5 separate regions of the Mus musculus genome follow, and regions 2, 3, 4 and 5 are each linked to region 1. A link is a contact called in public HiChIP or PLAC-seq, Micro-C and promoter capture Hi-C data. All regions are on one chromosome and are shown on one strand. Each heading gives the region's core, a stretch centred on a gene start, on an enhancer-like site or on the middle of the called end of the contact. The rest is flanking DNA. Distances are from core to core; before and after follow the strand shown. Region 1 holds the start of Npepps (aminopeptidase puromycin sensitive). Region 2 holds the start of Srcin1 (SRC kinase signaling inhibitor 1). Region 3 holds the start of Sp2 (Sp2 transcription factor). Region 4 holds the start of 2410003L11Rik (RIKEN cDNA 2410003L11 gene). Region 5 holds the start of Cbx1 (chromobox 1).

Evidence for each region. Promoter capture Hi-C pulls out the DNA fragments that hold promoters and counts their contacts. A called contact is a pair of places that touch in the nucleus more often than the background predicts. HiChIP or PLAC-seq counts read pairs in DNA pulled down with a chosen protein or histone mark.
Region 2: a contact with region 1 is called in a Micro-C map of embryonic stem cells, with 2.1 times the contacts expected there. The contact joins the promoter of Srcin1 here to the promoter of Npepps in region 1. A contact is called at or near these places in 3 of 484 Hi-C or Micro-C datasets (all in embryonic stem cells) and 2 of 115 datasets of contacts at active chromatin or transcription factors (both in embryonic stem cells).
Region 3: a contact with region 1 is called in a promoter capture Hi-C map of hippocampal neurons, with 3 times the contacts expected there. The contact joins the promoter of Sp2 here to the promoter of Npepps in region 1. A contact is called at or near these places in 2 of 39 promoter capture datasets (hippocampal neurons and liver), 2 of 484 Hi-C or Micro-C datasets (both in embryonic stem cells), 4 of 115 datasets of contacts at active chromatin or transcription factors (embryonic stem cells, extraembryonic endoderm stem cells, memory CD8 T cells and 1 more) and 3 of 9 other capture datasets (adipose tissue, liver and pancreatic islet).
Region 4: a Micro-C map of embryonic stem cells shows a contact between it and region 1, with 4 times the contacts expected there. The contact joins the promoter of 2410003L11Rik here to the promoter of Npepps in region 1. A contact is called at or near these places in 1 of 484 Hi-C or Micro-C datasets (embryonic stem cells) and 1 of 115 datasets of contacts at active chromatin or transcription factors (embryonic stem cells).
Region 5: a contact with region 1 is called in a FOXA1 HiChIP or PLAC-seq map of pancreatic cancer cells. The contact joins the promoter of Cbx1 here to the promoter of Npepps in region 1. A contact is called at or near these places in 1 of 484 Hi-C or Micro-C datasets (embryonic stem cells) and 2 of 115 datasets of contacts at active chromatin or transcription factors (embryonic stem cells and pancreatic cancer cells).

Annotation. Positions count from the first base shown.
Region 1 is chr11:97,278,054-97,282,247 of GRCm38.p6, forward strand. It overlaps Npepps (aminopeptidase puromycin sensitive), which reads right to left and starts at 2,523. Exons shown (of 23, transcript NM_008942.3): 1 at 2,148-2,523. The coding sequence starts at 2,405. It overlaps Gm11592 (a long non-coding RNA gene), which reads left to right and starts at 2,641. Exons shown (of 3, transcript XR_001780313.2): 1 at 2,641-3,088.
Region 2 is chr11:97,573,501-97,578,193 of GRCm38.p6, forward strand. Srcin1 (SRC kinase signaling inhibitor 1) reads right to left here and starts at 1,626. Exons shown (of 20, transcript NM_018873.2): 1 at 1,468-1,626. The coding sequence starts at 1,489.
Region 3 is chr11:96,975,783-96,980,487 of GRCm38.p6, forward strand. It overlaps Sp2 (Sp2 transcription factor), which reads right to left and starts at 1,906. Exons shown (of 7, transcript NM_001080964.2): 1 at 1,839-1,906. The coding sequence starts at 1,845.
Region 4 is chr11:97,596,337-97,600,606 of GRCm38.p6, forward strand. 2410003L11Rik (RIKEN cDNA 2410003L11 gene) reads left to right here and starts at 2,175. Exons shown (of 4, transcript NR_045496.1): 1 at 2,175-2,331.
Region 5 is chr11:96,787,112-96,791,427 of GRCm38.p6, forward strand. Cbx1 (chromobox 1) reads left to right here and starts at 2,024. Exons shown (of 5, transcript NM_001362560.1): 1 at 2,024-2,242.

The DNA of each region.
Region 1 (4,194 bases), core at 1,273-3,772:
AGAACCTACTCTGAAAACCTGTCCAGTGACCTCTATGGACATGCATGCCTCGGCACTCGTGTATGCACACCCACACACACCTATGCACTCACAGTAGGACACAAAATTAAAGACGGGAATGCCTTGTTCCTTCTTTGTAAAGTCTATTCTATCAAAAAGATCCAGTTACTTCCTTGGATCAGATTCACAAATCAGCCAGACATGATGGTGTGTGTCAAGAATCTAAGCTGCTCTGGAGGTTGAGGCAAGAGACAGTGAGTTCAAGGACACTAAGTCCCGCTGCTAGGTAACATACAACCTTGTGCTTCCGCAAAGGCAGAAACCAATCTTCCACATATTATCATCTCCTTTTGTTTGTTTTGTTTTGTTTTTCAAAACAGATTTTTCTGTGTAGGTAGCTCTGGCTGACCTGGAACTCACTCTATAGTCCAGGCTGGCCTGGAACTCAGAAATCCACCTGCCTCTGCCTCCCAAGTGCTGGGAATAAAGATGTGCCCTCCAACTTGTTTCCAGCTCTTCAGAGAAGTAGGAAGAGGTAAACGTGATTACTATGGAAACTAAGCAGCCTGAGTTAGAACCCGAGATCCCATAGTGAAAGGGTAAGAGACAGAGAGTATACATACCATAGCTCCCACGCACCCCCACCCACTCACACACAAACACACTTTTAGAGGGGGGGCGGGGCGGGGGAACATGTTGCTGCTTGTTGTTCTAACATGTCCATAAACCTCAATAACCTGTAAGCAAATCTGTACTGCTTTTTCCTCAATGTCTTCACTCAGTGCGCACACCTTCCAGATTTATTAACTCGGGCCAGCTTCCTTAAAGTTAGTGTTTTCTCATAATTCAAACTCATCCCAAGTGTAGGCCCTTTCTCCAAAGGTCACAAGGCACTCTGCTGTGGACAGTGATGCTGCCAGCATCTAAGGCTGGCAAAGCCAATGTTCCAAATCTAAAAGCATACTTTTAAGTTCTGTACTTTTACACAGATTTTCAAACTCGAGTATCATACTTTCTCGGCTTTCAAATCACTCAAATTCTAGTCTACGTTTCTCTCATTTCATTGCAACACACACCCTCCCTCATCTTTTTGGTTGAGGCCTACTGGCCTGGCTTCCTCCACCACTCGTGTTCCCCAACCCCTAGCTGGGGTAGGAAAAGAAACGGAACCAATTCTATTTCCACCACTCCTGTCACAGATAGCTATCAAACAGCTCCCAATTTTCATTTCCGATCTCACGTAACACATCATACCCATGGTTATTTATCGTAACCGTTTGAGACCTCTGTGAGCCATCTATATGGATGGTCTCCGAAATCAAACAATACTGCCAGATAATGCTTCGGGGAGGAGGGAGGAGCGTATGATTCACCAAAAAAACTGCAAAGAAGAGTAATGGAATATTTTCACCAGTGGCAGGCTAAGACTGAGAGCTTTCTTTCAGAAGAGGGGACTGCTAAGCAACCGCCACTGAAGCAATAAATCCACCAGCTTCACAGGTTGCGAGAGCAAGGCGGATAGGAGAAGAGGAGCTAGGGTCCTCCGCGGCTTCTCTGGAGGTTAGGGGAGAACAAAGTCACTGCTGCACTGTCATTTGAGGGGAAGGGGGAGGGGGCGGATCATCCTGGAAACCCGGCCCCTGGGCAGGATCAGGCCGGGAGAACTCGGTGAGGCTGCCTGGGATTAACATTCTCGCTCCACTCCCCCCTGCCCCCAACCTTCTAGACTCGCCCCTCCTCGCTCTCAAGTGCCTGATGACCGCCCCTTCCAACCTATCCCCGGCGGAGTAAAGGGACGACCAGGAAAGAACGCAGTCCGCAGGGGTGCCACCGAGCAGGCAGTCCTAGCCCCTTCTAGTTCCCCAGCCCCCACCCAGCCTCTCCCGGAGCTCGGGGCCCGGAAGGCGGGGACCAGGGGCGCTGCACACAGGTGTGCTGGCCCCCCGAGGGGCGCACCGCCCGCAGACTCCCGCAGCGCGGTCCCCGCCCGGCCGGCCGGCTCGAGGGGCGCGCCGCACCCGCCTCCCGCTCGGTCCCGCGGCCCACGCGCCCAACCCGCCCCGGCCTCCAACCCAGCCCGCGGGCGCGGCCTAACTGCTCGCCCGCCCGCCCGCTGCTCGCCCCCCGGCGCCCGAGGGTCGCAGTACCTGGGCGGCGGCCTCCAGCTTGCCCTCGAAGGTGAAGTCCAGCAAATCGGGCTTGAGGCAGAGGCTGTAGTTGATGGGCGACACCTCGGCGGGCAGCCGCTCGAAGGGCCGCTTCTCCGGCATCGCGGCGAGGCCCAGGCTGTGGAGGCGGCGGCGGCGGCGAGAGGAGCGGCTGAGGAGGAGAAGGAGGGGAGGAGGCGGAGGGCCGAGGAGGAGCAGGCGGCGAGCGAGGGAGGGGACGGCGGCTGCCAGCCACATTCACCGGGCGCGGGCGACCGCCTGCCGAGAGCCGCCGGGGAGGCTGGGGCGGGGGACAGACCCAGCGGGTGCCTGGGCCGGGCGGGCGGGCGGGCGGCGGTGCGGGCGGGCTGCCTACGGGGAAGGGGGCGGAGGGGAGGGCAGGGGAGGAGGGCGGGGAGGGAGGCGGCGGCGGCTGCGTGCGCGACCCCGCGGGGCGGGCGCGACCCCGCTGAGGGCGCGCGCCGAGGGCGGGGCGGGGCGGCGAGGCCGCGGTCGGCGAACGGGGAAGGCGAGAGGAGGCGCTTGGCGCTGCACCTGTCGTCGGCCGGTGGCAGGAAAGAGCCACGAAGGGCATGGAGGAGCTCTGTGGAAAATGGAAGCCTACGCAGCGGTCAAGTCAGCGCGGGGGGGTAGGGGACGCGTGGAAAGAGCCATTCCACCTCAGCGGTGTGAGCCCGACCTGAGGCTTTTTTTTTTCCCTAGGAAATAGCCAGTTGAAGGGATGATCTGAAAACAGTTTTCCGAGGAAACACTTAGTTATTCAAGGTCGCTCCAACCAGTGAAATCTAGACCTTTTAGGAGAGTGGTTTCAAAGACTAGAAATACAGGATCCCACGATTTCATATTTAAAACAAGATGCTTCATTGCTGGGCACGGAGGCTGAGGCAGGACGATCATCATGGGCCAGCCTGGACTACAGAGTGAGTTCCAGAATGGTCTGGGCACACAGTAAGATTTTGATTAAGAAAACACAGATGATAATAATGATCAACTGTCTGTTTCCGGATTTTTCCCTTCCTGTGGTGCTAGGCTTTGAACTCAAAGCCTCTACACAGGCTGGGCAAGCGCCATGCCACTGAGCCACACCCCCACGCCCCTTGTTTTTGTTTCTGCTTTTTTAACTGAAAAGACCCTTTACCAGTTGTGACTTCTGTAAAAGTATCCTAACTGTGGCTCCCTCCATTCTGTAGTTATCTCTAAGACCTATGTTTAAATCAAGGCAAAAATATTCCTAAAAGCGTATTTCTTTTATAGAAACTTGTAAGGTAGAGTCAAAACTAAACAAGCACTGTCCTACAGACATGACACTGTGAGCCACTAGATAGAATTAAAACAACAGAAGTTATTGCACCTCATCTCCCTAGCCCAATATATTCAGATTATAATTTCATCATGTAATGCATTTTAAAGATGCTAATGAGGTGCCTGGCAGTGGTGGTACTGGCTTCTGGAGGCAGAGGCAGGCAGATCTCTCTGAGTTTGAGGCCAGCCTTCACTACAGAGTGAGTTCTAGGACAGCCAGGGCAACACATGGCTAATGCCTACTGTATTGGGCAGCACAGTTGTGGATCCTCAACCTGCCCTGCTTTCCTCCAAAAATCCTACGTGCTTTTTAGAAACACAGATGCAATTCTTAAAGAGACGGGCCTTTAATATGTCTGGAATACTTGCTAACACTTTACACGTTCATTTTATCTCTCAGACGCTCTGTGAGGTGGACCCCCAACCTGTTTTATATATGCAAAAACAGGCACATAGAAAGATCATGACTTGCTCTAGACCTGTGTACAGCTAATAATTGGTGGAGCTGGAATTGAGACCCAGTTGTTTCTGGTTTTCTCCTTGAGAACATTATAAACAGCTTCCTTCATAATTCTGCCAGTTTGGTTTATTCTAATCCAACTGTGTATGATCTCCTCAAAATGTTTGCATTTAAAAAAAAAAAAAAAAACAAAAGGCTTCCTCCTGTCAAAGCAAAATTGATTTATAACCATCTAAGGCTGCCTATGAGCTGTTTACCCTTTAA
Region 2 (4,693 bases), core at 376-2,875, 290 kb after region 1:
GAGGCACAGAGTTAGCCAAGCAATTGGCTCAAGGTCACCCATAGCAAAGATGACCAGAGAAGAGGAAGGTATCTTATCACCCCATCCCAAAGGGCACGAACCCTACCCAAATGAACAGCCCGATCCCTCCCTACAACTGATATCTACACAGTTTCTTCACTTCCCACCTTTATCCCAAACACCTTCTGAGAGGCTGCAGCCGGGAAGCCCCAACTGAGAACCCCATTTCTCTCAAAGCTGGGGTCTGCAGAGCCCACAGATCTGGCAACATTTAAGAGGTACTGATCCGGCTCACCTGGCTCCCCTCGGCCCCCAGGGTCCCTCGGTCCAACCTCCTCCCTGGGAGAACGGGCGCGACCCTCGGCGGTCCTCTCCCACCAGGCCAGGGCGAAGCGCCGGAGGCACTGCCAGGGCTGCATGGGGAGGCGTGGGGCTGGGGGCGCGCACCAGCAGCCACACACGCCCCACAGGGCCCTGCCAGCTGAGCTGCGGAGGCACCCGGCCGGCCCCCTCTACTGCCACCAGCATCCTGCTGCCCCCACCGACAGGACTCGGAGCTGGCCCAGGAGCTTCTGACGTAGCAGGGGGGTGCGTGGGAGGGGAGGGGGGGCCACGCGAGTCCCCTCCCCAGCCCCGCCCCTCTACTTTTCCAGCCCCCTGCAGTCCCCACCTCCACATCACCCCGGACGCCCTACCCAGCTGGGGGCGCCCTTCTTTACCCCTTGCGTCTGCAAGGGGAGGATTTAAGATCCAGAAGCCCCTCCCTCGATCCCTCCCTCTCCAGGGCCCTCCCTACCCACCACCCAGCAAGCCGGGAGCAGGTCCCCAGTTTCTGCAACTCCTGTGGAGGCTAGGAGGTCTCCAGGGCTAGGGCCTCGAGGTGCAGGGGGTGGGGTGTAGAATGCAGCTTTGTATCCTGGCAACACAACCAAACCCAGAGCGCTCTCAGTCCGCTGCTTCCCTGAGGGACTGGCACGAAGGGTCCAGCACTACCAGCCCAGCGCCTGCACCCCATTCTGAGAGCTGAGGCGGGATGTGGTTCTCTTGCATTCATCCCTTGTCCCTTCCCCCTTCAACAACCCTAGCTTCCACCTCGCATGGACCCCTCCCCTCCCCCCGACTCTCTTCGCCATCCCCCTTCACCCACCCCTCCCCCTTACATTGTAACCCCAGGTCCCCTCCCCCCGGGCACCGCGAGGCCCTTCCCGCCGGGTCCCCAGCTTCGCCGGCTCCAGACCCTCTCTGCTCCCTGCGCTCTCCCTCCCTGGCCCGTCCCAGCCCGGCGCGCAGCGGTACCCTGCCCCCCGTAACACCTGCGCCCAGAGCATCCCTCGCCCGGCCGGCCGCCGCCTCCCGGGCCCGGCCGCCGCCCCCGCCCCCGGCCGAGGGGAAAACACACAAAGAAAACAGAAATACCTTCCACTTAAGCATGGAGGCACATTAGGGAGGAGAGAGACAGGGACATGCCTTGGGACGGAGCGTTCCCCATCGGGCGGGGGCGCGGGGGGCGGGGGCCCCGGGCCGGCCTGCCTGGCGCTCGCCCTCTCGCCGCCTCGCGGGCTTCTCGCTCGGCCCCAGCCCCGGGGCGCGGTGCCAGGCGGGCGGGCCGGGGGCGCGGGCCCCGCCGGGGTGGACCAGCTTGGGAGGGCGCCGGCGGCCGGGCGTGTGGGTGCGCGCGCGCGCGGGCGTGTCACCGAGTGTGCGAGAGCGAGTGTGTGTGTGTGTGTCTCTGTGTGTGTGCGCGCGAGTGCGCGCGTGCGGCCGGCGCGGGTGTGTCACTGCGGGCGGGAGCGCGCACGATGCGGGCACGCGCGTGTGGCCGGATGGTACAAAGGGCCGCCGGGGGTGGCGGGGAGCGGGGGAAGGGAAGGGGCACTGCGCCTCCTCGCGCCCTCCAGCAGCACACCCGGATCCCGCAGCGCGCCGCCCGGACTAGGGTGCGGGGCGCGCTCACGCTCCTCCCCCCCCCCCAAACTCCACCTGCTTCCCCCACCCTCAGCGGTCCTCCTGCTGCGGTAGAGACAAATGCGTTGACCCCAGAGTGGCCTCGAAAGAGGCACCTGGGGAGGTGACTCTTTGGGTCTCCAAGCACCCTCAACGCTTTGGGACAAAAAATAAAAAAAGCACTTCGGGTTCGTTGAAGCAGGGCTTGAGGCTGGGGAGGGGACGAGAGAATCAGGGATCGCTCCAGCCAAGGTGACCTCGGAGCGCCACAGTCGTTCTACGCCTGGAGAGCCGAGACACCTACCCCCCCCCACCCCCAGTGCAGCGTACCCCTCTATGGTCGCGCCTCCTCACCTCTGCCCTTCCCCCTTCCTCAGCTACCACTGGGCCAGGGACCTGGCTCCCAGACGCCCCCTGCTGGACGTCCTCCTGGCCCCTACTTCGGATTCCTGCCCCTACCGCAGGCGTGAGCAGGTACTGCGTGAGATTGAAGAGACACTGATCCCTTCTGAAGTGGACCCCAAAGTAGGCCGTCACAGACTCTGTCTTTTCACGCCTCTTCTGGGGACACCTTTGCCATCTCCAAAGCAGCTTGTAGTGCGCCAGGAGGAGTGCCCCACCCTGGTTCACCTTACTGGGCCTACCTGCGGATGATACAAACTTCTCCATCTCCAGCTCGGACCCAGACACACGATGACCTTTGGAACTCAGGCTTCTCCCTGCTTCCTTCCCTCGGGTTCTGTGGCCAGTTCCCTCTCTCGGAAGCTTCTTTTCAAGAGAGGCAGGTGGGCTGAGCTTTCTGCCCGTTTTATTTACTCCTGGCATTCCCAAAGGCAGTTCAGATGGTCAAGAAAATGCCACCCAGTGCCTGCATCTCTTCCCTACAGGCCACCTGGCAGAATGACTGGCAGACCGGGCTCAGGAGAGGAGACCCCACCCCAAGTGGCCCAGATGACAAACCGGTTTCCCCACTTCTTGGTCTACCCAGTCCCAGCCTTAATCTGGGCTCTCCTACTTTTCTGCCCGCCCCTAGGCTTGCTTGCCTCTGAGCCAGTCCCGTGCCCAGCTAGGGGCAAGATCCCAACTGCCCCTTACAGATCAATGTCCAGTTCCACTAACTCAGGTGGCAGGGCAAGGCAGTGGGAGGGGACTCTCAGCTCCATTTGGTCATCTCAGGAGGGCAGCCAAGAGCTGTGTCCTGGACACAAGGTCTGGGCACACAACACTAAGCAGTTAAGACCCTGACTTCTCTTCTAGGCCAGCTGCTTCTCCCTCTGCCAACTGGATGGTGACCATCTTTTGGCCTCTGGGCACTCACTGGGCACCCTTCCAGCTCCCTACCTGGCTGCCTGCCCAAGATAGGCATCAGTACCCAGCGGGCCTTGTGCACAGGAGGGGGTCACAGCTATTAAGCCTTGAGTCTGGCACACACCTCTCCTCCCTTCAGACCTTCACACTGCTCTATAAGACCCCTCTGCCTTTGGGGTCTTCCCAATCCAAAATCACCCCTACCCAAGGGGCAATGTTTTCCCATCCATATTCTATGCCCATCCAAGGGGAGGAGCATCCTCAGGCTTTAGCCATGGTCTCTAATTTAATCTTGCCACATTAGCCACATATCAGAAATAAAGGTGCACATCTCTTATCCTAGATTTGGAAGGCAGGAGGATCTATGCAAATTTTAAGCCAGTCCAGTCTTCATCTGTGAGTTCTAGGCTAGCCAGGCATTCATGGTGAGACCCTGCCAACGAACCAAAACAAAATGGAAATGAAGTAAGGCTTCAAGAAGTGTAGACAAGCACCAGTGCAAGAGCCTTCAACTCAGACTTGACTCAGGTTGGCCTGACTCTGGGACGCCCAGCCTCTTTTTCTCGGTCCACTCTTCTTACCTGCGGCTGCCTGAAGCAGAGACCAGACCCACCACTCTAAATCTCATCCCCACACAGCTGTTAGCAGACAGCAGAGGCCAGAGTGAAGCAGGGAGTCAGGACAGGGGCTTCTCTCAGTCTCAAGGACCTGGCCATTTTCTCCAAGGTGACAATTGTAAAGATGCTTCTCCTTCCTATTACTCGGACACTTTCCTGCGTTTAACACTTGACTCCTGGACTCTCCAACAAGCCACTGGCCAAGACAACCAGGGTGGGAAACCAGGCAGTGGTGGCACACGCCTTTGATCCCAGCACGGTGGAGGCAGAGGCATGCAGATCTCTGAGTTCGAGGCCAGCCTAGTCAGTCAGGGCTATATAGAGAAACCCTGTTTAAAAAAGAAAAAAAGACTGCAGGGGTTGGGGGGTGAGAGGGAGAAGGTGGTAAAATCTGCACATAGGAATCTTAGACCGATCCAAAGAGGTCTCCAGGACAAAGCACCTCCTCTCCCCCGGGGAAGCTGCTTCATGAGGAAATCCACCATGGCAAGACAAAGTAGTCAGGCTCAAGTAACTAAGTAACTTCTCATTTATGTAACTCCCTTTTAGTTTTCTTGCCTTGATTTTTTTGTTTTGTTTCGTTCTTGTTTTTGAAACACAGCGTTGCTGTCCTTCAGCGCCCAAGCCCCTGCCTCAGTTTCCCTAGTGCTGGGAACGCAGATGCTAGGTGCCAGGCTTGGCTTCTTTAGCACACTTTCGCTCTTGGTTAACTTTGTTTTTCAGTACTGGGATTGACCCCAGAGCCCACACATGCTGAGCACCTGCTCTGTCACTAGGGTCACGTTATAATGATCAATCAATCCTTCACATTTCACACACACACA
Region 3 (4,705 bases), core at 656-3,155, 300 kb before region 1:
TTTACTCAAAGAGGCAAGTAGGAGGACTGGAACTAGACAGCTCATCCGTCACTTCAGCCAAAGATAACTCATGGTCACTGGTATTGATTGACGTCTGCCTGGTCACTAGAAACCAAGCAAATTGGTACACACCCATAACCTCGGCACTTGGGAGGCTGAGGCTGGAGCATAGAGATCTCAAGTTCAAGGCCTACACAGATCACAGGACAAACACACGCCAGCCAGGGCTTCACAGCAAGACCAGGCTCCAACACCCTACCACCTAAATAAGAAACCACTGCAACACTGACATAAGCCCTATTGGGAGGTTCTGAGATCCGCGCTGTTCATTGTCCTTAAGAATTTAAAAGAAAACAAGACACTGCAGTTATACTCATCGCTACAGACAATGGACTTCTTTGTGTCAATAATGGAAAATGCTACTGTGTGGTCTGGGCTCTTGTCATCCCCTGTGCCAGTTCACTGTGAGCTGGCTCACCCTAACCTTTCTAGCCCTCCAAGACAGCTCAGCCGTAGAGGTGCTTGTCCAACATTTGTGGATTCAACCTTCATCACCACAGGGGGGTGGGGGGGGGGTGTCTCAACTCAGGGTTTTGTCCTCTGTAATGCCAAGGGCCTTCTAGGGCACAGCATGGAACAGCTGTAGCCTGTTCCTGCCAGTACACACTGAAAAGTTAATCGCCTTTCTACAATGAAATCTGTATAAAGGGGACCCTTGGGCCAATTCCTGGCTCACAGACCACTGGCTATGGTCTGCCTCTCTCCTCGTTGACAGGCCTCTACAGGCCCAAACTTTTATTTTGATATGTAATAATCCTGTAACCTCCTAAAAATGGGGAAAGTTCAGGAGAAAAAACCAAACAGAGTCCCCCTGGATCATGTTAGTTATGAAACGATTAAACATGACAGGCTATTAGAATCAAAACCAAGGAATGTAGAGAGGACAGGTTTCTCAGTCGCCCAGCGCAAAAGACAGTTCCTTTTCTACTAAAACTAGAATAAGGCACTGGGAAAGAAACCTAAGAAGGAAGGGAAGATTCTGAGCACCCTTAAGCCAGCAACGCGGATGAAGAAAAGCATCTATTTTATTTCTTAGGTCATCTGTTACGAGCGATAGCGCCTACGCTTTTTTGGAATTCCAGTGCATTTTTGCCCAACCCCCCCACCCCCCGCAAGGGGCATCGGGCCATAGCCTGGGAGCTCTGTCCACAAGTTCTCCAAACTTCTAAAATTCCAAGAGCTTGCAGATACTAGCCGCAGGCTCAAGGATCCAGGTATAAACATTAAAAGTCGGTTTTTCGTTCAGCAGTCATCTGCCTAGGGCGTTCCCTCCAATCCTGCCACCCTCTGGGACTGCGGTGGCCCGGCCAGCAGGCTGCAGTTCAGACCAGCAGGGCCCATCTGACTGGCACCACCTGGGTCCCAAGCCTGGGCTGCCCACAGGACGAGCCCGAGGGGGCGTCGGCCGCCTGCGTGGAGCAAACTCGGGCGCAGGCTGAAGGCCCGGCGCGACCCAAGCTGAGGGGGCGAAGGGGGTTATCAGGCTCGCCCTGCTGCCCCCGCCGCCTGCCAGCCCCGGAAGCGCCGCCCTCCCGCCCGGGGCTCCGAGGGGCGGGGAGTCTAACGCCCCCTTCCGGGTGCCTCCGCCCGGCCGGCCAGCCGCGCTCCTCCTCCGGGCGGGAATCCTTCCTCCCCCGCCCCTCCCGTAGCCGGGCCCCGGCGCCAGTCCCAGTCCCAGGGGGGCACCCCCGGTTCCGGCCTCCCCTCCCCGAGGCCTCTGTCCGTCTTCCCGACCCTTGAGGGCCGGGAAGACGCCGCCGGCAGACGCCAGGACCCACCGCTCATTACGACATCTTCCTCCCTGGCCTCCGCCGCCTCCGCCGCCACCGAGAGCCTGACACCGCCCGCCTAGCACCCGCCAATCCCGGAGCCCGCCACCGCCCGAGCGACGGCAGCTTTTACCAATGAACGCTTGGTACATTGGGGACCGACAGCATTTTCAACCAATCATTGGGAAGCATCTAGAGTGACGTTGGTCTGGCCAATAGAACTGTGAAGTGTCATTGATAGACGGTAGGAGTCGCCAACCGGAAATCAACGGGGGAATGAACGACGTATCCTTTAGCCAACTGGCGGGAGGCAAAGTCCCGCCTGCTAGGAGGTTGATGGACAGCAACAGGAAGCTGGGTGAGGAGGGGCTTAGCCGAGAAGTGTTTTTGTATTGGTCGTAATTGACCTTCCACCCACCTCTAACCCAGCAGATAAGTGATAGATCTGCCCTAAAGCCAATCAGAAGTGCTACTGTGAAATGCCCCGTAAAGAGCTTATACATCTCTCAATACAGTCTGGCATGGTGAGTCTCAAGTGTAGCTGTCGGATACGCGGTGCCCGGCCCCCAGTGAGCGCATCGCCTTCACCTCAGGCCCTCGCCCGCCATCCATCGCCTCTCGAGAGTCGACGACCTGGCAGGAGTTGGGTTACCTGGCACTTCCTAGAGGGAATTGTCATTATGTCATCTCAAGCCCCTGTTAATCTTCACCAATGTTTCGCAGAGCTTCCCTGATCCTCTCAGCTTCAGACAGGCGTGTTTGAGCCTTTATCAAAAGCAGATCCCTAGGGTCGTCCCTAGTTACATTTGCTATTTCCCGGGGGGCGGGGTGTGTGTGCCTAGAATCTGCATTTTAGCCTGCGCCTCAGGTGGGCAGAATTGCACGCTGGCATCCTAGCGACCCTGCTTGGTCTCTGCTTCATCTCCTCCTGTATGAGGGGCCGTGCTTGACAGGCACCACAGGTAGGTTTAGCTTTCTCTTCCAGGCCCTCTGCGAACGACTAACTTAGGCAAGCTGTACGTAGCACTCAGAGGGAATTCACGCTGGCTTGAGACCTGCGTGGGTAGGAAACCCCACACCCCATCTGCAGTGGACCCTTAGACTCTTGTTGAAGCCAGAGCACTCACACATCCACCTCATAGTACCACCCTTCCTGGTTGGTTTTGTTTTGTTGTTTTAACCCACAGTGAGAAAAAAATGTTTTACATCCAGTAAATTAACTTATAAGAACATGTAACAAAGCTTCCCAAATCAACATTTGAGAGACATTGATCGCAGGTAGATGAGACACATACATCCCTGCTGGGGTCTTATTTGCTGAGGATCAAGTCCCCAACACTAAGCATGAACTGTATAAACACTAAGCATGAACTGTATCGTCGAGCTGTTCCCCAGCTCTCATTACATTTTCTCTTCGCCTCTTCTATCTTCCTCCTCCTTCTTCCTGTCACTTCGAAGAAAAGGTTGCTGAGATAAAGTGATAACAAAATATAGAGCCAAGCTGGGTGGCAGTGGCCCAGGCCTTCAATCCCAGCAGCAGGGAGGCAGAGGCTGGCAGATCTCTGACTTTGAGTCCAGCCTGGTCTACAGTGAAAGTTCCAGGACAGCCAGGACTACACAGAGAAACCCTGTCTAAAACAAAAACCACACACACACACACACACACACACCACAAACCACAAACAAAAAAATAAATAAATAAACAATAAAGAGCCAAATGCTTAGAGTGTAGTAATTTGGAATTACCAGTCTACCTCTCTCTGGTTAGGTTTTGAAACACCAAACATCAGATGCTATCAGTTCTGGAGCTAGAATCCTTCACTTGGGGCTGGGAAGATGTCACTTGCTGTTCAAACACAAGAGGCCTGAGTTCAGAGCCCGTGTGAAAAGCTGGAGTTCAGCCTCTGTAACCCCACCTCTCACATGTGAGGTCAGGGCGGAGACCGGAGGATGGCTGGAGTCTGCCAGTGGCCAACCTAGCTCCAGGCTTTGTGAGACACAGCAACAGAGCAGGACCCAGTGTATGTCCTGCTCTGGCGTCCGTGTGCACATGTGTGCCCACGCACCGTTCCTTCATTGGGACTCTATGTCCTTTATAAAATCAAAGCTTTCTGCTTAAACTGGGTCCTTCACCCTTACACACACAAACACACACACACACACACACACACACACACACACACACACACGCACACATACCCTCCATGCTCTTGTCTTTCATGCCTTTCCCCACCTTTCTTTGCTTCCCTAGTCTTTTCTCTCAAGGAAAGGTGTCACAGTCCCTAAACACATAGGAGTTCCCTTTCTTCTTAGGTAAGCCTTTCCTTTGTCCTACAAAATCTGTTCTCTTCACTCCTGCCCAGTCAAGCTTCGCCTTGCTTGTGCTGGCTGCCCTGGTCTGTCACTGGCTTACATGAAGGACTCCCTTCTCCCACTCTTTCACTTCTGTTTGTTTCAGGGCTAGGGAATCAAGGCCAGGACCTCCCACATCGGAGGCAGTCTCTACCACTGAGCCCCATTCTCCCTCATGGCTGCCCTAAGGGACTGAGCTACAGTGGAAGAACTGGGCCTTCTATCCGAGATGATCAGGAAATGGATTCGGAGTTCAAGAATGACTTTGCATACTCCTACATCTGCATAAGACTTGTTTAGCCCATACATTCTGTTCCCAGGGCCAGTTTCCAGTTTGGCTTGCTTTGCTGTGTAGCCAAGGGCTCCGCCCGGATTCAGTGACTCAGGTACATTAGGGTGCAGGGGTTTTGGTGGGGAGGTGGGGCTGACTATCCTGCTGGGTGGAAACCTCTTCTAGGACAAAGCTGGAGGTAGCTAACTCTGTCCTTCCCAGAGGCCCTCTCATGAAGAACACATGAAAAGTG
Region 4 (4,270 bases), core at 925-3,424, 320 kb after region 1:
AGTTCTCAGGACTCACATGAGGCTATTCACAACTGTCTGTAACTCCAGCTCCAGGAAGTCACTGCCTTCTGTCTCCCACGGTCTCTGCATTCACATGCTCATATCTACACATAGACACAGAACTAAGAATAAAATTAAATCTTAGGAAAAGGGACTGGTGAGACGGCTCAACGGTTAAGAACACTGTCTGTTCTTCCAGGGGACCTAAGCTTTATTCCCAACAAGCCCATGGAGGCTCACAACAATCTGTTAACTACAGTTCCAAAATGCACTCTTCTGGCCTCCATAGGCACTGCATACATGAGGGACAGACACTCATACACATAGAAATAAATAAAATTTCAAAAAAAAAATCTCTTTTAAAAGATCTTCACCGGGGCAGTGGTGGCACATACCTTTGATCTCAGCTCTTGGGAGGCAGAGGCAGGCAGATTTCTGAGTTCAAGAACAGCTTGGTGAGTTCCAGGTCAGCCAGGGCTACACAGAGAAACCCTGTCTCAAAAACAAACAAACAAAATGATGCCTGTTCAAGGATACCACAAGAAGATCTAGAGTCAACTAACCTGGGCGAGCCCACAGGGGCTCACAGGGGCTGAACCACGAACCAAAGAGCATGCAGTGGCCCTATATTTGTAGCAGATGTGCAGCTTGGTCTTCATGTGGATCCCCTAACAATTGGAGCAGAGCCTGCGGTTCATTCTGTGGCCTGCCATTGGATCCCCTTCCCCATGCTGGACTGCCTGGTGGGGCCTCAATGGGAGGCTTTTCCTCCTGCTGGGATTAGATGTCCTAGGGCCTGTTGGTACCCAAGGGGGGCTCCCCCTCTCTGAGGAGAAAGGGAGGGGATAATAGGGAGAGGAAATTGAAGGTGGAATTGGAGGAGGGGCTGTGTTTGGGATGTAAAGTGAATAAAGAAATTAATGAAAAAAGAGATGTCTCCTAATCTTAAATAAATTAATATATTTCTAAAAAAAAAAAAAAAAAAAAAAAAGAAGGTAGCCCTAGTACACAGGCATACAGTACCATTCTTACACAAGACCCTATATCAAAAAGTAACAAAAATTATATTAGTTCTGCCCCTAATTTTTCATAAGCTGAATCAACACCAATAACCATCCTAGAAAACCATTTTGCAGATCAAAAGTCGAATTCTTTTTTTTTTTTTTTTTTTTTTTTTGAGACAGGGTTTCTCTGTGTAGCCCTGGCTGTCCTGGAACTCACTCTGTAGACCAGGCTGGCCTCGAACTCAGAAATTCGCCTGCCTCTGCCAAGTCAAAAGTCGAATTCTTATTGGCTTACATACTCAGGAGGCAGAGGAAGGTCGATCCCTGTGAGTTTGGGGCCAGCCTGGTCTATAGTTCCAAGACAGTCAGGGCTACACAGAAGAAGGCTGTCTATATACATACATACATACATACATACATACATACATACATACATACATACATACAATTTAAATAAAAATAAAGTCAGCATGGTAGCATAGCACATGTCTTTAATTCCAGCACTCAGGAGTCAGAGGCATGAGAATATGTGATTTTGAGGCCAGACTGATCTACAAAGTGAGTTTCAGGACAGTTACACAAAGAATTCTGTCATGAAAAACCAAAGAGCCAAAATAGTAATAATAATAATATCAAAATAAATTTAATTATTTTCTGTTCCTTTTTAAAAATACATTTATTTATTGTGTGTGCACATACCTTCTTGAGTGCTGCTGTTTTTTATTTATGTATTTATTTATACTTTGTGTGTGCGTTTATTTTATGTATACGGGTGCACCACTGCTGTCTTCAGACACACCAGGAGAGGGCATCAGATCCCTCTTACAGATGGTTGGGAGCCACCATGTGGTTGCTGGAAATTGAACTCAAGACCTCTGGAAGAGCAGTCCGTGCTCTAAACCGCTGAGCCATCTCTCCAACTCCGTGTGTGTGTGTGTGTGTGTGTGTGTGTGTGTGTGTGTGTGTGTGCATAGAGGTCAGAGGACTTGAAAAGGCAGTTCTCTCCTGTGGTGGTTTGAGTGAGAAGGGTCCTCATGGATTCATATATTTGAATGCTTTGTCTGAGTTTGGGCTGACTTCTGGGAGGGATTAGGAGGTGTGGCCTTGCTGTAGGAGGTGGGTCATTGGCAGCTGGCTTTGAGATTTCAAAACCCAGAGCCTTTCCCACCCAGTTAGCTGTCTTGTCTCCTTGATGGCTGCTGTCTCAACATAAGTTCTCAGCTCCTGCTCTAGAGCCATGCTTGCCTGTTTCCATGCTTCTCCAGACGATGGTCATGAACTCTGCTGCCCTCCGGAATCATGAGCCCCAGACTAAATGCTTTCTTACGTAAGTTACCGTAGTCATGGCGTTTGGTCTCGATGCGACAGAATAGTAGTTAGCTAAGACACTTCCTGGCGATCCCAAACTAGGGTCCTCTGGCTTGGTGGCAAGAGTCTTCACTTGCTGACCCCTCTCTTGGGGCGTCGTTTGTTTTTATTTTTGTGTATATGCTTATTTGCACATGGGTTGTGTGCATATCTGTGCAGGTATGTTAATGCACATGTGCGGAGGTCAGAGGATAACCTTGGACGATATGATTATACACTTTTCTGCTTTTTTGTTTGTTTGAAACAGTCTCACAAGCCTGGAGTGTCCCCAAGTGGGCTAAGCTAGCTGGAAGCTACATGGGGCGGAGACTGGACGTGCACGCCATCTTGCTCGTGTTCTGCCGGGGGTTGGGGAAACTAACGGGCTTCAGACTTGTAAGGCAAGCACTTCATTGACTGTGTCATTCCGCTGGCATTTGGGTGTTGTTTTCTCTTGTTTTAAACGGGGTCTCACTGTGTTAGAGTGATATTTTTGTACATTGTGTGAAGATGTGTCTCTGTCCTTCCTTGCCTGCCTAAGGCACCTTCTGATTGGTCAAAATAAAAAGCCTATGGCCTATAGGAGAAGGTAGAATAGAGAGGGTGGGTCATCCAGCGCAGAGAGAGGAACTCTGGGAAAGTCAAGTACCGGAAGACCCGCCACCAAGAAGGAAGTCAGGCTTATGATGCAAGGAGAGGAAACCAACCATGTGGCCGAACTTAGTATAAATGAGTTAATTTAAGAGCTAGTTGGGGAGCAAGCCTAAACTAAGGCCATAATCATCGTAAATGAAAATAAGCCTCCAGCCGGGCAGTGGTGGCACACGCCTTTAATCCCAGCACTTGGGAGGCAGAGGCAGGCAGATTTCTGAATTCGAGACCAGCCTGGTCTACAGGGTGAGTTCCAGGACAGCCAGGGCTGCACAGAGAAACCCTGTCTCAAAAAACAAACAACCAAACAAAAAAAGAAGAAGAAGAAAATAAGCCTCCATGTCATTGTTCGGCAACTGGGGCGTACATGGAAAAGCCTTCGGGTTACAACTACGTATCCCTGGCTAGTCTACAACTCAGTGTGTAAACTATGCTGATCTGTAGAGACCGACCTGCCTCTGCCTCTCGTAAACTATGCTGATCTGTAGAGACCCACCTGCCTCTGCCTCTCAAGTTCAGGGGTTAAAGATGTCCACCACTCCCTTCATTTTGCTTGTTTTTGAAATTGGTTCTCAAATTACAGCCTAGACTGGCCCGGAATTCACAATGTAGATTAGACTGGTCTTAAACCCATGGTAATCCTCCTGCCTCATCTTCCCAATTAGTACAATTATTGGCTGGAGCCACCTCAACCAGCTTAACTATAAATGTATATGAAGGTTGGACTTGGTAGCATGTGTCTGTAATCTTAGCACTCCGGAGACTGAGGCACAAGGATCAAGAGTTTGACACTTTGCCAGCACCTGGGAGGCAGAGGCAGGCAGATCTCTGTGAATCTGAGACCAGCCCAGTCTATAGAGTGAGTTCCTGGACAGCCATGGCTATGTATAGAGATCATGTCTCAAAAACAGAACAAAACAAACAAAACAATAACAAAAAGAGGTTGATGCCAGGATTGGAGAGATAGCTCAGAGATAAAGAGCACTAGCTGCTTTTCCAGAGGTCCTGAGTTCAATTCCCAGCAACCACATGGTGGCTCACAACCATCTGAAATGGGATCCAATGCCCTCTTCTGGTGTGTCTGAAGACAGTGACAGTGTACTCATATACATAAAATAAATAAATCTAAAAAAGAGAAAAAGATTGATGCCAGCCTGTGCTACTTAAAAAAAACAAACAAAACCAGAGTTGACAAGATGGTTCTGCAGGTAAAGGCAGTCCCCACCAAGCCTGGTGACCTGAGTTCAGTCCCCAGGACCCAGTGATGA
Region 5 (4,316 bases), core at 774-3,273, 490 kb before region 1:
TAAATCTCTAACCAGGAGACAAAGGCTGAAGTTTCCTATTTAACAAATCAAAGCTGGCCTGGCCACCAGGTCCCCCAGCATCCCTCAGCTCTGACCTGTTACCCCAGAATTCGTTAGACCAGGGGCTGGGCTGCCCTTCCCCCAGAGGCTCCTCCCAGCCATTTTGGTTACCTTCCTACCCCATTTTTAATGCTTTCCCATCTTGGTTGCTGCACCTGGTTCCCCTCTTTCCTTCTCTCTGCCTTCTCCTCACATGGCTTAAAGGCATCCAGAACGGGTGGGTTGTCGCCTGGTTTTGGAGGCTTGACCCAAGTATTTTTTCAGGAAGAATCGGTCTCTTTTGACTAATTTTTATATAACATTGTGAAACTAACCCTCTTTTTCTTTTGTCTTAGTTTTTTGAACAGAAAAGTTGTCACTGTTTCGGGGTTTTTTTGATTTTTGGTTTGTTTGTTTGTTTTTTTTTTTAAGACAAGCTCTCACTCTGTAACCTAGGCTACATAGTCTAAACTGCGCTTTTTTTTTTTTTTTTTTTTTTGGGTTTGCTGTTGTGTTTGTTTGTTTGTTTGAGACAGGGTTTCTCTGTGTAGCCCTGGCTCTCCTGGAACTCACTCTGTAGAACAGGCTGGTCTTGAACTCAGAAATTCTCCTGCCTCTGCCTCCTAAGTGCTAAAGTGCTCTTAAACTCCCAGCAATCCTCCTGTCTCAATCCCGGGTACTAGGATTAAGAGGCTTGAATCTGGCCTTGGAAAGTTTGATCAGTTCTATTATCAGTTGGACATCTCAGTTATTCACTTAATCACATATTCAAGGAATTTTTACCAATAAATACTGAGAGTCAAAACGTGACCTTGTGGCCGGGCGTGGTGGCGCACAACTTTAATCCCAGCACTCGAGGCAGAGGCAGGCCGATTTCTGAGTTTGAGGCCAGCCTGGTCTACAAACTGAGTTTTGAGAGAAACCCTGTCTCAAAAAAACAAACAAAAACAAACCAACCAACCAACCAAACAAACAAACAACCAAAATGACCTTGTCCTTGCTAGAAACAAACACCAAGGATCCTGAGTGTCGTGGACACAATGAGTCATATGAAGCGTCTGTCCTTACTGGAGTTCCTAGTTCAACAATTAGCAGCAACCTACCTGAATCAGAGTAGCACCCGTGTTAAAGAATGACAGCCCAGCCGTGGTTTTTGCTTAATTCCGTTTCTTTAGACTAACTTGATAAAGGATGTTCACAGAGATGGAGAAATCCCCATGAAAGTCACCCACCGGCAAGGGCAATAAAGGGAAAACTTTGAATGTGGTGGTCTGTGTTTGTAATACTCGGCATTTGGGAAGTGAAAACAGGTAGATCAGACTTCCTTGAGACCCTGTCCACTCAACAGAACCAACAACCAAAAATAAAACAAGAATAGAGAGGGAAGGAAGGGGAAAGAAAAAAAGCAAATTCAGAAAGTGTCGATGGTGTCTACCTAGACGGTTAATCTACTGCTTTCTGAATGGAGCAGTGATTCAAACTGAGAGGTAGGAACCCCAGTCAGGTGGCAATAATAGGTAAGATTGCTGGACATTATTGAAGGTGATTTGATAAATCTCAGGTGACGAATACAATATTTTTCTTTTAAACGCAAACGGACCAAACATCAACGGGCTAGTTTCCAAACCTGCAGTGTCCTACTTTTGTAGACTGAGTAAGGAATACCAGCACGCGCCTGGAATCCAGCACTTTGACATTTGAAGCAAAAAGAAAGGCCACGAGTTCGAAGCCACCTGGGCTGCGTATCCTGTTATTAAACAAACAAACCCCACCACTACCCATCAATTTCCTAGACTGTAGAGTTATGTTCTAAGTAACAGTCGACTTCGCCTTTCCAGTCAAAAAAGAAAACAAAACTACGAAAACTCCCTACAATCCTTGAAAGTGGAGGTGGGCGGCGCGGGATTCGCGCGGTACTTTGGGATCTGTAGTTTCTGGCCGACTCTTAATCCCAAGGTGCCCTGCGGCGGGTCGTCGCGTCTGCGCAGTGCAGGCGGCGGGCCGCGCAGAGTGAGAGGCTCTTTTGTTCGGCTGAGGGGAGGGCCGTTAGCGGGGCCTGCGGTACGCCGCTTCAGCGGGACGGTCGACTTGTGGCCACACGGCTCTTTGCTCCTCTGGGCGCGCTACTCCCCTCGGACCGCCCGACGCAACGCGCGAGTAGCGCGGCACCGATTCCTCTCGGACTCTCGGGCGCTGCTACGAGGTGAAGAGGCGGGCTGGAGGCGGGGTGTGTGGGGGGAGGGGACGCGGCAACGGCGGGAGGCCGCGGACCAGCGCGGGCCGCTAACGGAAGAGCGGAGACCGAGGAATGGGGGGCGCGCCCCGGCCCAGCGCCCGCCGGGTCCGCTTCCCGCGCAGAGCTCGCGGGTTGCGGGAGTGTGGAGAGGGCGGGGCAGCGAATCCAGAGCCCGGGAGCCGAGTGGTTCGCGATGAGCGGAGCCAGCGGAGGGTTAGCTTTTCAAGAACTGGACCAAGAGCGTTTGACCCGAGTGAGGGACTCTAGAGTTGGGCGGGAGAAAGAAAACTTTGGGACGTCCATAAGGGGGACAGGTGCTTTTGGGTGTGCGTGGCAGGGACCACGACTTCGTACTCTCGAGGTTTAGAAATGTAACCTGAGAAAGCGGACACGGTGGCAATCGCAAGCAACCCCCGTAGCACTTGGAGGAAAGAGAGAAAAAGTAACCTGAGGATATTGGGTCCAGTTGCCACTATCAGAGAAGTTTCTCTTGCCAGAGTTAAGAAGAAGTAACTTCCAATAAACTTGAACAGGAGGATTTGGGCAGCTCACGGTGTGCTAGCGGGGAAGAGATTTGTTGAATCCGTCTAGGGGTGGGGGTGGGGGGTCAGGCATTTTCTTGACCTTGTCTAAAAGTGGAGTTGCTGGGATAGGTAGGGTAGAAGTCTAGAGTGACTGGTCAAATGTGGAAGAAAATAAAGGGTCCCTGGGGATGTAACTTAGTTGGTAGAATGTTTGCCTAGCCCACTGCACAGGCCTGAATTCAATCCTCTGTACCTTATAAATTCGGGCTGGGCTTGATGGCATTCATGTAGCCCTTGGGAGCGGAAACAGGACGATCAGGAGTTTAAAGCCTTGCCTGGCCACCAGGGGAGTCAAGAAAGGGTGAAAAGGCCACTTTGTGCCTTGTAATGGGTCTTCAGTGTGAGTTGGGAGGCTGTGGAAGAACACGTGTAAGGCAAGACTCATCCAATGAAAGAGATCTGTTCTTTGTGCGTAAGCCTGGGGGCCTCAGTTTACCTCTCAGGATCCAGGTAAAGGTGGAAAGAGCGAGCAGACTTCACAGAATTGCCCTCTGAGCTACAAATTAGGGAAATGGCAGGGACCCTCGAAAGCAGGTGCATGCCCACCGGCAGCGAGAATATTTTTATTTAAAAAGCAGTATAGAAATATAGAACTCATTTCGGTGTGTGGTACTGAGGACCTTGCACACATGTAAGTTATCTACCACTGAGTTATGTTCCAATACCATAAAAAGGTTTTTTGAAAAATGAGTTATGCTAGAACATAGGGTAACCTCTCCAGTTTTGTGTTAAGAATCATGTCAGCTTTTTGGAATAGTTTCAAAAGACCTAAGGTTTTCTGGTAGATGTATGGCTACAATCAAGAAATTGGTGCCTATACACTTCCTGGATGCTCTCTAGGCATATCTGGGAAGTGGTGTGTTGAAAAGAGCCCAGTTAGGCCTTGCTGCATGCACTCCTGTAATCCCAGCCAGCACTCGGGAGGTGGAGCCTGGAGCAGCAGGAGTTCAAGACCTAGGAGGAAGGAGGCTTTGCTTCTTAAGATCTGGGCAGTGAAAGATCATTTCTGGTTTCTGTTTGTTCAACTTTTTATCAATAGCTTTATGATAGATTATTTAAACCTTCCCTTCTAGGTATTTTTCTGAGCAGTTAAGAAAAGTAGAGGAGGGTTGGAGAGATGGCTCAGCGGTTAAGAGCACTGACCGCTCTTCCGAAGGTCCTGAGTTCAATTCCCAGCAACCACATGGTGGCTCACAACCACCTGTAATCGGATCTGACACCCTCTTCTGGTGCATCTGAAGACATCTACCATGTACTTATTTATAATAATAAGTAAATCTTTGGGCAGGAGCAAGTCAGGTTGGCTAAAGCAAGCAGAGATCCTAAAATTCAATTCCAAGCAATCACATGCATGCTCACATCTATCTGTACTGCTACAGTGTACCCATGTACATTAGATAGATAGATAGATAGATCCTTTTAAAAAGAAAAAGGGAAAGGGGAAAAAAACTATTGTG